Linked DNA regions of Zea mays: regions 2 and 3 are each linked to region 1. Evidence: chromatin contacts called from public Hi-C data. All regions are on one chromosome and are shown on one strand. The core of a region is the stretch at or near the end of the contact, and the rest is flanking DNA. Distances in the headings are between cores, read along the strand shown. Region 1 holds the start of LOC103629592 (subtilisin-like protease). Region 2 holds the start of LOC100384273. Region 3 holds the start of LOC100275894.

The links. Hi-C and Micro-C count contacts between places; a contact is called where the count stands out from the background.
Region 2: a Hi-C map of leaf shows a contact between it and region 1, with 4 times the contacts expected there. The contact joins the promoter of LOC100384273 here to the promoter of LOC103629592 in region 1. A contact is called at or near these places in 11 of 25 Hi-C or Micro-C datasets (bundle sheath, ear, endosperm and 4 more).
Region 3: a contact with region 1 is called in a Hi-C map of leaf, with 6 times the contacts expected there. The contact joins the promoter of LOC100275894 here to the promoter of LOC103629592 in region 1. A contact is called at or near these places in 5 of 25 Hi-C or Micro-C datasets (bundle sheath, ear, leaf and 1 more).

The regions. Positions count from the first base shown.
Region 1 is chr6:96,709,345-96,713,018 of Zm-B73-REFERENCE-NAM-5.0, reverse strand. LOC103629592 (subtilisin-like protease) reads left to right here and starts at 1,720. Exons shown (of 11, transcript NM_001301471.1): 1 at 1,720-2,020; 2 at 2,690-2,898; 3 at 3,139-3,283; 4 at 3,382-3,674. The coding sequence starts at 2,717. LOC103629593 (probable aminodeoxychorismate synthase, chloroplastic) reads left to right here. Exons shown (of 13, transcript XM_020539309.3): 13 at 1-847. The coding sequence ends at 379.
Region 2 is chr6:96,839,342-96,843,384 of Zm-B73-REFERENCE-NAM-5.0, reverse strand. LOC100384273 reads left to right here and starts at 1,386. Exons shown (of 3, transcript NM_001176838.2): 1 at 1,386-2,750. The coding sequence starts at 1,638.
Region 3 is chr6:96,908,574-96,912,416 of Zm-B73-REFERENCE-NAM-5.0, reverse strand. It overlaps LOC100275894, which reads right to left and starts at 1,941. Exons shown (of 2, transcript NM_001371522.1): 1 at 1,752-1,941; 2 at 1-1,640. The coding sequence starts at 1,903.

The DNA of each region.
Region 1 (3,674 bases), core at 471-2,970:
AAAGAAGCCAGATCTAAGCCCCGTTGATTGTGTGAAAGCGGCCTTTCCAGGCGGTTCGATGACCGGGGCTCCAAAAGTCAGATCAATGGAGATCCTTGATTCACTTGAGACAAGCCCAAGAGGAGTGTACTCAGGATCGATCGGGTTCTTCTCGTACAACCACACATTCGACCTGAACATTGTGATCCGAACTGTTATCCTGCACGACGGAGAAGCCTCGGTCGGGGCGGGTGGGGCGATCGTAGCGCTGTCGAGCCCAGAAGCAGAGTACGACGAAATGCTGCTGAAAGCGAAAGCCCCGACTGAGGTGGTTGAGGATCTCGTTCAGACGATCTACAGCTCAGACCGGTCGGATTCCATGCAGACAACTATCAGCTAGATCAGATAGGCAAAGGACCATTATTTGTCGCGACACCAAGCGCTTACGATGGACCTCGGCAAACACCATGTGTCTCAGAAATTTGGTATCAGTGACCGGTGCGTGCTGATGAACATTGGCAGTGGGAGAGGGGGGGGGGGGGGGGGGGGGGGGGTGAGGTGGCGTATCTTCTTTGCGATGGTCATCCCTTTGCCAGAAGGAAATAAAGGAGACGCGAAGAGGATGTCGAGGTCAGTCGGATCCACGGTTAGCATATAGAGTCAGGTGACATGGCCTCTCTCAACTATAGTGTGTGTGTGTGTGTGGCATATACGGTGAGCATATACAAGAACAACAGTGTGTGTGTGGCAGAAGTGAAACAAACTGATACGGTTGTGTTGCACTGTCGTACCAGTTCAATGTTCCTGAAGTGATATTATTCTTTGACGTTATAAATACTTCGAGGGTGGGTGGGCGAATTTCACGTTTTGTCGACGTTTCCTGGGTTGAGCTTTCCATCCAGCTTCTCAAATCCCATTTTACTCTGAATATTCTGTTGACAGGGATTTCTGTTATTAAAGATTCGGAGCAGTTTGTTGTTGTTGCTTTTGACGGTGACCTTCATGAATCCTGACTCCTGAGATGCATTTTTTTTGTGTTTAGTTTTGCGACTGAGACCTGTGGAGGGAAAACTCCAAGGTTTGTGCAACTGCAACTGATTTCAGAGTTTCAGTGCCACAGTTTCTTCCTTTCTTACTGATTTCAGAGTTTCAGCTCGAGCCTATCTCTAGCAGGTCTCCTGTGTTTTACTATAGTGATTAGATCTATAATGCGGTTTTTATGACGTGTGTTGTTGGTTTGGATTTGGAGAGAGTCCGCTCCACTCCGCGCCGGGGCCCACGGGCCACGGCCCCTGCTTGGCAGGCTGGGTCTCTGGTCAGTCACGACTCACGCGGGCCGGGCGCACACTAGAGGAGACCTGCTGCTACCGAACAAGACCATGAGCCAATTGTCACTGACATGTCGGACACCTCACCAAGACCAGGTGCACGCATTCCGAACCGGTGATTGCTCCTCCCCCATGCCCATGCGGCCATATCCGGAGGACGTGTCGCCGTCGATTTTATTATAAAAAGGACTTCTCCGTACGCCGCGTTCACAGCGCCTCTCCCACTGACACCTTCGGCCCTGCCGGGACGGCTTATCTACGTGGCGAGAGCGGGAGCAGCGAGCTGCAAAGGGAGAGAGAGAGAGAGAAAAAAAACCCCAAGGATTTGAGATGCTTGCCTTGCCTCTCCCTCCATTAAAGACAAGGGAGGCAGCCAAAAGGCGACGCACCATTAGCCAAGCCAGTACCATCGCAAGCACGCACCTTTGCCTCCCTTCCGCTCCCCGCCTCCCCCCTCACTCACTGCCCACTGCCACTCCACTCCCCGCTCCCCAAACCCTACCCCAACGGCCCAACCCCCCGGAGCGGAGCGGAGCGATTCGCTGGTCCCGCCAGCGCCGCGCCCGGGCATGCCGCCGCCATTGGGTGGCGCGACCGACGACGCCCACTGAGCCGTGCGCCGGGGAGCCGCCGCTGTTCCTTCCTCGGTGTCCAGTGGATTGGAGTGGAGATCCCGCCGGAAGCGGAGGCAGGAACCGCCCCTGCTGTCGCGAGTGAGTGATCGTCGGTTGCAATCGTTGCATTGAGTCCTTCGCTCTTAGTATTTCCTTGTCGGACACCAGAAAAAGAAGTAGAAGAAAAAAAGATTCCGTTCTGTTCTTCTTGCCCTCCGGAAACTACTCGATCGAAACGCTTCTTTCTCGTTGTTCCCCCAGCTACTAAAAGTGACAGCGTTTTACTAGCTCATCGTCTGAACACCAAACCTCTCATCTCATGCATGAATGCATATGCAGTGCATCCAAGGCGCAGGCGGTAGCCGTTCTCTCCTTCTCGTATCGATCGCGTCATTTAATCTGCGCCATTTAACGCCACTGCCAACCCCTGATTTAAGAGGTTCCATAAATGCTCCCACACCTCCACGGGAAGCCCCCCGGGGGGGGGGGGGGGTGGGCTAGCTCTGCCACCGCGGGCACGTACTGGCTGTGGACCACTGTGATGCCGCACCTTGAGTGACATGGCCGTGTGATTTACTGGAAGGTTGCACCGCGCGCGGCAGTCAGTGTTGCCCGCCTAGTACTGCTTCTACCCTTGCTGGTCTGGCCGGGGGCGGCGTCACAAAGCTTTCGACTGACTGCAGTGCAGATGCATGCTTTTTCAATTTTTGTTTGTTTGTGCTGAATACTTGCGTGACCTCGTGCTTTCTGGCTCTCTATATTTGGAAGGTTCTGCGGTGCTGACATCGGTGAAAGATGAGGAGGATCAGGCTTGCCTGTTTGCTTGTTATCTTTGTGCAAGTGCAATGGGCGGCCCTTGGAACGCATGATGTGTACATCGTGACCATGGAAGGGGATCCGGTCGTTAGCTACAGAGGCGGTGTCCAAGGATTTCCAGCAACCGCTGTGGATTCGGACGAGGAAATTGATCTAACCAGGTAATGAACTACTCTCGCTGATGCTTTTCTTTGCCATGGCTCTCAAGACTGATTGTTGTTCAATTTCGTTTCTGAAGCTTTATTGCTATCTGAACTTGCCTGCCGTTATTTTTCCTATAGGATCCTTGATGTCAAACTCTGAAAGTTCCTTACTATATTTTTGCATTGCACTCTGGCTTGCGCTTAGCATGTTTCAAACACAATAGTTTTGCCTTCATTTCAAGCTTACTGATTTTGCAGCGAGGCTGTCAAATCGTATGCCCTCCACCTCCGAGGACACCATGACAAGCTGCTAGACTCGCTTTTAGTAGAAGGAACTTACGAGAAGCTTTATAGCTACCATCATCTCATCAATGGCTTCGCAGTTCACATGTCGCCACTGCAGGTATTTGGTGTCCCGATTTTGCTTAGAGGCGCATGTCCTTTTCCCCATTTGAGTTCTTGGTTGTTATCTTGTTTGAACACTGTGTTTTGCTGTGGCAGGCTGAGTTCTTGAAGAAAGCCCCAGGAGTTAAGCATGTTGAGAGAGACATGAAGGTACAGAAATTGACTACACACACACCTCAGTTTCTTGGATTGCCAACTGGGGTATGGTCAACAGGAGGTGGGCTTGATAGAGCTGGTGAAGATGTTGTGATCGGTTTCGTGGATTCTGGAATTTACCCTGAACATCCGAGCTTCGCTGCGCACAAGACTGATCCATATGGACCTGCCCCTCGTTATAAAGGGAAATGTGAGATGGATCCAGTAACACAAAGAAGTTTCTGTAATGGGAA
Region 2 (4,043 bases), core at 137-2,636, 130 kb before region 1:
CTCATCCTTGAAGGGTGCAGGACGGACGGGACGCTCGGGGTACGTGCGTACGACACCGGCCACTTCCAAGAAAAAGGAAACTGCTCGGCCGGGGGAGCACGGCTTCAATTGCTTTGACCGATGTCGACGACGAGAGGGGGTCGGGGGTTGGTCTAAGCGGGAGGTGGACGAAGACAACGTACCGCTGTCTCCATTACTCTAATCTAATGCAGGAATGCTCACGAGGAAGTCGCCGTCACGAGCAGACGAGCTGAGGAAAACGAGCTCGGCAACTCTACAACTCCTTTTTTTTTGTTGGTTTTCTATATACCGCATGGGTTCTAGGAAGGTTCCTCGCTCCTTGTTCTTGGAGTGGACATTGGAGTCTGGAGGCAAACACCGTGATACTGATACTGGCATACTGCAGCGTGTGACAAGGCGAGCTCTGCTCCCGTCAAGCCACGCACGAGGACTCGAGGAGGCATTAGCTAGCTGCAAGCGGCTGGCTCACCGGTGACGGTGAGAGAAACCGTGAAGCAAACCAAAGCAAGGCAATGCCGGACCTTCGTGCAAGGTCAGGTGAGTGATTGACGACATTGACAGGCTTGAAAGGCCGGTTCGTCTCATCCGCTGGCCGCCGGCTGCGCCCGCTGTCCCCCTTCGCTCCTCTTCTCATGGGTCTCCCTAAAACCCTTCCTAACCCTGAATAATAAAAAAAAAACTTCATGTCCCTCCTCGCGAATGGTACAGTGTGGTATTGTGCTACTATCGCGAATTCCTCAATCAGGTCAAGCCTCTTCCTTCCTCGAATCCATGTCATCTTTGACGAATCCAAGCACTAGGAATCTAGGATCTTGCTTGGTCTCGGAGTTGGAGGCGGCTCTAATTCCTCCGCCCGATCCTCGGTTCGGTCCAACCACACACCTCCGCTGTCAGTCCCTACTGCTATTCTCTCCTTCACTCCTCGCCGAAACTGCCACGCAGGAGCACGAGGACCTCGTGAGCCCAAGCTTGAACGCTCGTTTACTTTTCGAGGTTGGTGCGGTTCTCGCAGCTGCTGATGCCGCCGCCGCCGCTTTGTTTAAGCAGCAAACCACCGCACCTGCTGTTTCTTCTCGGTCCGCTTTGATCAATCGCCTCCCTTTCTTTCTCGGTGATCGCCTTTTCCTGAGATTGAAATTTTATTTGTCGGTGGTCCGGCACTTTGGCTCCGTCTCCGTGGCCGGCCGAACAGGCGGCAGACGCAGGCAGCAGCAGCAGCAGGCGCTGGTGGTGGCGCTGGCCGTTGGCGTTGGCGTTGTGAACAAGAAATTCCTCGGGTTTCACGCGGCTCCCGTCGCTTTGGCGTTTTGGTCCCTTCCTTTTCTTCCTTTCCGCTAGTTTTCTGGTGACGGGGGGTTTTTGCGCTCTGGTTCGTGTTGGGTTTATAGGACGGCACGGCACCAGCTGAGTTCGCTTCCCCATCCCCATCCCCATCCCGCTCCCGCTTGCTCCGTGCCGTGGTCTCCGAGATCGGGGTTCCTTTCCTTGCCGATTTGATCCGCCCAGCTGGAAAACGAAAATCGCTGATGGGTTTTGGAAGGAAAGTTGTCATTTCTTGGTGAGGTTTCCGTTTCTGGATCGACTAGCTGATCGATCGTAGTATCGTACTAGCCACCATGGCGTCGTCGTGCATCCCGGCCGGCGGCATCCGGCTGCCGGACCTGGATATGGTCAAGACCGCACCGCCGCCGGCGCCGCACCGCCCGGCGGCGTCCTCCACGCTCTCGGAGGCGTCCCACTCGTCCCCAGCCTCCTCCTCGTCGGTGGCGTCGCTGTCGCTCAAGCGCCCGCGCACGCGCACGCCGCGGAAGCGGCCCAGCCAGACGTACAACGAGGCGGCGGCGTTGCTCGCGTCCATGTACCCCTCCGTATTCCCCGTCGCCAGGGGCTGGGGGGCCCCCGAGGCGGCGCCACCCCGCCTCCTCGGCCTCGCCTCCGCGCTTGGCGACGACCCGTCCTGCTCCGACCTCCTCCCTCCGTTCCCCGTTCCCGGAGGCCACGCCGCCTTCCTCCTCCGCGACCTGCCGCCGCCGCCGCCGCAGAGCCCTGCCGGCGTCGCCAAGAGCTGCCCGTCGCCCGCGGCCGTCAGCAGCGTCTTCAGCGAGTTCCGCGACCCGGCACCGTCCCCTGCAACCCCTGACGATGCTGCTGCGGCACCTGACGAGCCCGGAGAGCTCCACTTCGACGTTGACGACGGTTTCGACGCTGACTCTATTCTGTGCGGCGTCGACCAGAGCGCGGCCGAGGGCATCGACGGCATCATGGGTAAGCTCTCTATGGAAAACAGCGGGACGTCCGTGTCAAGCTCAAGCGTCAACTCCAACCTGCCCATATCCAAGATACACCCTTACCTCAGGAACCTTATGGTCCTCGGGCTGAGCTTCCGGCACGATCAGAATATCTTCAACCAAGCGCTCAAGCGCCATAGCGTCGATCATGAATGGTGGATGTGCCCTGCCATACCTGTAAAAGACATTACCCCTGCGCCGCCACCTTCAGTAGCAATGTCGAAAGTGACAGACAAGAAGACTAAGAAGTCACTGGGGACAATGTACGAGGAGGGGGTTCCTGAGTCTGTCAATGGCGACGCTGGAACTTTGGCACTGCCAGAGACAGGATTGGGGCTGAGCTTGAACACTGACGGGGTGCTCAAGGCGTGGTGCGGCAGAGGCTCTGTGTTCGCTGATAGCAATGGCTCTGACTTGCCGTTGTCTTCTGCTCATGTGGTAGTAAGTATTTCCATCTTATCTCGATATAAAAAGTTTTCCATTCCAGTTAAAAATTGAAAAATGGCTAGAGTTGTTAGAACCCTGAACTATACTTGGTCTTAGTTCATATCATCTGATAAAGAGTATTTGTTTCATTTCAGTAGAAGCACAGAACATCTGTTGTTTTATATAAGCAATGATAAGAAATCCTGGTCCGCATTACTTCATTTCAGTCGCTTTACATTCCTTGTCTGTGGCAAATTTCTTCCAGAAGAAAATCTGTGTCTGAATTTTGCTGATATGACAGAAATATAATATGGTGGGATTTTTTTTTATCTCCACCGAAACTTTACTTTACTGGCTGAATGGGCCAGACAGAAGGAAATTCCAAATTGTAATTTTCCTTGAGTTGAACCATGATAAGAAACTCAGCCCTCATTATATCTTATTTGCAGTTTTAGAGTTCAATTGAAGTAGAAGAAATTCTCTTAGTTTGGTCATATTTGCTTTTGGGGAAAAAATCAAACCAAACAATTCAAACCATTGTAATTCACAGGCCCACAACTTCATGTTGGTGCAGCATTCAATTAAATCTCTCCACAAGAAGAAAGTCTCTAGTTTGTTCTTGAAGTTGGATATCTCCAAAGCCTTTGATTCAGTTTCTTGGGCTTTTTTGTCTGAAGTGCTTTCACATCTTGGTTTTGGTCCTGTGTGGCGAAGTATGATTTCAAATTTGCTGATCTCGTCCTCCACTCAGGTGCTTTTGAATGGGTCTCCTGGTATTCCTATTAAACACCGGAGAGGGCTTCGCCAGGGGGATCCTCTTTCTCCTATGTTGTTCGTCTTGGTTATGGATGTGCTCAACAGTTTATTCTTGCTGGCTGAAAACAGGGGGCTGCTGCATAGATTGGAGGGCGCTAATATTCGAAACAGGCTGTCCATTTATGCTGATGATGTAGTCCTTTTTGTTCAACCTGTTGAGGAAGATCTTCACTGCGTCAGAACAATTTTGGATTGCTTTGGCTCAGCTTCTGGGTTGGTGTCTAACTTGCAAAAAAGCTATGTCATTCCAATTAAGTGTAATCAGCAGGCGGTGCTGGTGGGCTGCAATATTCTTCAATGCTCTTCTTCTTCTTTCCCTTGCACTTATTTGGGATTGCCAATATCAGACAAGAAGCTCAGAAGGAATGATCTCATGGTTTGGGTCGACAAAATTGCTGATCGGCTTCCTAATTGGAAGGCCCGGCTGCTTAATCTGGCTGGCAGGACAGCTATAGTGCGCTTCGTGCTTTCGGCCATCCCGGTATACCTTCT
Region 3 (3,843 bases), core at 692-3,191, 200 kb before region 1:
TGTCATACGACTTTGCAGGAAGCTGAAGACCCTGGCCGCAAGCCTTCATGTACATCTCATAGGCAAGTCTTGGCTTCCCATCCTGCACAAGAGCCTCAATCAACACCTGGTACGTGATCTCATTCGGCTCAATGCCCTTCATCTTCATCCTGTGGAACCACTCGAAGGCGTTCCCACCCGAACCGCTCCTCGCGCACGCGCTGATTATCGCGTTGAAGGTGACGACGGTCGGCGCGATCCGCTTCGACAGCATGTCGTGAAGAACAGCGTCCGCCATGGCGTGGTCGCCCTTGCCGATGTAGATCGACGCCAGGATCGTGTACGCGTAGAGGTTGGGTTCGATGCCGAGCCTGCGCATGTGTTCCCAGACCCTCAGTGCCTCGTCGTAGAGCCTGCCTTTCTCGAGCGCGCTCAGCAACGCTCCGTAGGAGACCACGTCCGGCTTCAGCCCTCGCTCCACCATCTTCTTGAAGACGTCCACAGCCGCAGACGTCTCGGAGGCCCTTGAGCACGCGAGGAGGACCGCGTTCCACTCCTTGCCTCCGGGCTTCAGGCCCTTCTCCTGCATCTTGTCCAGCAGCCTGACGCCCCACCTCCAGATGCCCCTTCGCTTGGCGGCGTCCAGGAGGACGTTGAAGTGCGACATGATCAGCTCGTGGGACAGGTTGTTCGGCTTCGGCCCTTTGTCCAGCAGGTCCTCGTAGATCTCGAGAGCCGCCCACCATTTCTTCGCCTTGCCCATTAGCCAGATCAGGTGGTTACAGACGGACAGGCTGATCTCGTCGCCACCGTCGCGAATCCTCTGGTACAGCTCCTTGCCGATGGCGTAGTGCTCGTCCCGGGTGCACGCCCAGACGAGCCGCTCGTAGTCGCTCCGCTCCGGCCGGACACCTGCTTCGTCCATGTCCAGGAGGACCTTCAGCGCCTCGCCGACCGGATTCTTCCCCCCGACGAGCGACCGCCGCATCGACAGGTAGCACGCCCGGACGGTCAGCTTCTCGAGCTTGACGAGCTCCTGCTCCGGGTCACCACGGCTCCCCACCAGCTCCCCGTTCCTGTACCTCTCCCTGAGCAGGGCGAAGAGCTGGATAGCCGCGGACGCGTCCCCCGCCTTCTTGTAGGCGGACATCACCGTGGAGTAGGTCGCGGCGGTCGGCACGAGCCCGCGCCCCTGGACGTCGGCGTACACCCTGAGGGCGTCCTCCACCCTGCCCTGCTGGACGTGGATCGACATCAGCGTGTTGAAGGTGACGATGTTCGGGGGCACCCCCTGCGCCTCCATGTCGTCGAGGACGGCCTGGACCCGGCCGAGCTCGCCGCAGCTCTTGACGGCGCCGAGGAGGCAGTTGTACACGAACTGGTTCGGCACCACCCCTCTCCGCTTGAGGTGCTCGACGACGGCGAACGCGGCGTCCGGGCTGTTGCCCTTGCCGAGCCCCCGGATCACGCACGTGTACACCTGGAGCGGCAGGAGCCGGGCCTCGTCGTCGCTCAAGAAGGCGTTCACCGAGGACTCCACGTCGTCGGCCGTTCTGGCGTCGCGCAGCGCCGCGGCGAGGGCGGCGACGTCGACGCCTACGCTCCGCCTCGCCCTGCCGGTTGCCGTGCCGCCAGCGGCGCCGGTCGCCAACTGCGAGGTTCTAGAACGGGACGTGTCACTCACAACACTCCGAGTCTCCGAAGTAGAAGTAAATTCAAGGTTGCTTTTTTTTTTAGCGGCGCACGCGCGTACAGAATGCAAACGTGCGTACCTTGGCGGCGACCCGGGGACCCGGCGGGAGCGGAGGCGAAGCGGCAGGCGGAGGAGAGGAGAGGCGCGCGCGAGGGCGGCGGTCCTCTGACGTCGAGGGTGTGGGAGGTGGCTGGCGGCGGCTGAGTGGAGGGCGGCCAGGGAGGAAGCCATGGCGGCGAGGCCGGGGCGCGAGCGTCCAGGCGCTGGTGGCCTCTGAAGCTGAAAGAGACGAAAGGCTATCTGTTTGTGGCACTGATTGCTGAGGAGCCGCCACCACGAGCGAGACCAGCAGCTTGTGGCTGCCGGCATCCATGCCTCCGTGGCTCTTGTCATTCGAAGAAAAAAAAATCCTTAAATCTGAGATCTGGTATTATTCTAATTATGGATCTGTTTAATATCGAGAGCTAAAAATTAGCTCGCTCGTTTGAATGCACCAAAGATAACAATTAGCTCGCTAGAAAATTGTAGGTGAAATTATCTGATTTCAGCGTTAAACATAACGAACTAATGGTTAGTTGAAAGTAAAGGAAGACCGATCCAATCAGTCTGGTACCTTATGCGTTTGGTTGTGGGATAACTGAGTACGGGCAGGACAGGGACGTTCTTTAGCGTTCTCTTTTTTTTAGAATGGGGAATATATTGAAATATTTCAGCTTCTGCACCAATAGATGCATGTGGCTGTTCAATTATTACTTCTCAAACCAAAACACATGATGTTTAATATCTCAAGAACAACCATATTTCGAAATCTACTAAAAACCAATTCGATTACTAAAACTCCATCCGTTGTATGAGAAAATTTGCATCATTGTAGTCTCAAGCGCACGACATCCCCACTTGATTTGTGTCATGTTTTCCTCTTTTTGCAACACGGACCATTGTCTTATCCAGTGGGTTCCTCTGAACACTACCTGCATAGGAGTAGAAACTAGTATATTGTTAAAAATCACATCATTTCGACATAGCCATATTGCCCAACACAAGGTGCATGCTCCTTCCCAGATTTTGTACTTAAGTGTATCATCCACCTCATTCAACCAGTTTCCAAACATATGTTGTATGCTTAAAGGTGGTGATATGTTAAAGGAGATTTGTACCCCTCTCCAAATGCATCTAGCAACAGAACAATCCAAGAAGAGATGCTGAACGGATTCATTTTAAGGGACAATTAAGACAACACTAAGATAATCACATTCCAATACCTGACTCTGAAATAAACAACTTTATTTAACGGATCGTCATATCCCATCTCGTTCTGTCATTACAACCAAACGTAACCTAAAATTTCAAAACCCCCTCCTTTAAACCTAGAGTTTTTCTCTTCGTAAATGTCCTTGTGCTGTGAGATCCACAATAGAATTATGATTCAGTACAATCGTATCAGCTGTGTTACTTTGACAAAGTGCCTGACCTATGTGATAGTTGAATCAAGTAATTTTTCTTCTAGATTTTGTGGTTCATGTGTTTACTTTGATTTTAGAACAGGATTTTCCCTTCCTATTCCCCTATCTTATTTGTTTTGATGCATCCGACGCTCCAACGATCAGAATGGCTTTGGTTGGATGGATACATGCTAGGATCTCTCAGTATCATACCTAGGTCTAGAGGGATTCCTCGTGAGCACGCATATTCATCCTTTGGGACAAAATTGGAAAAAAAAACTCTATTTTATCTGATGGTTTCTTAGATCCGTGGAGTCGTCGGTTGTTATCGTGTTATTGCTCTGAGGATATTCTTTCAACACCAACTTCCTTTCGCAAAGTTTGAGGTGAATCAGAATTGTTTTGACTCATTTTTAACCTTTGAGATAAAATTCTCGAGTGCAGTTTGTCAATACCGGAAGACCTGGTATAAAATTTTGGACGGTATGGTGAAGACCTTGAATTTTTTAGCGGTTAGTTTGGGAACCCCAATTTTCCAAGAAATTTCTATTTTTCCAAGTAAAATTAGTTTATTTTCTCATGGGAAAATAAAAATCTCTTAGAAAATTGAGGTTCCCAAACTGGCCCTTAGAGATTTTTTTCCTCTTAAATCTGCTCGTGATAAAAACTGTGGGCCGAATTCTCGTACTAGGGGTCCGATATTCATAGTTTCATACTAATAAAGGATTA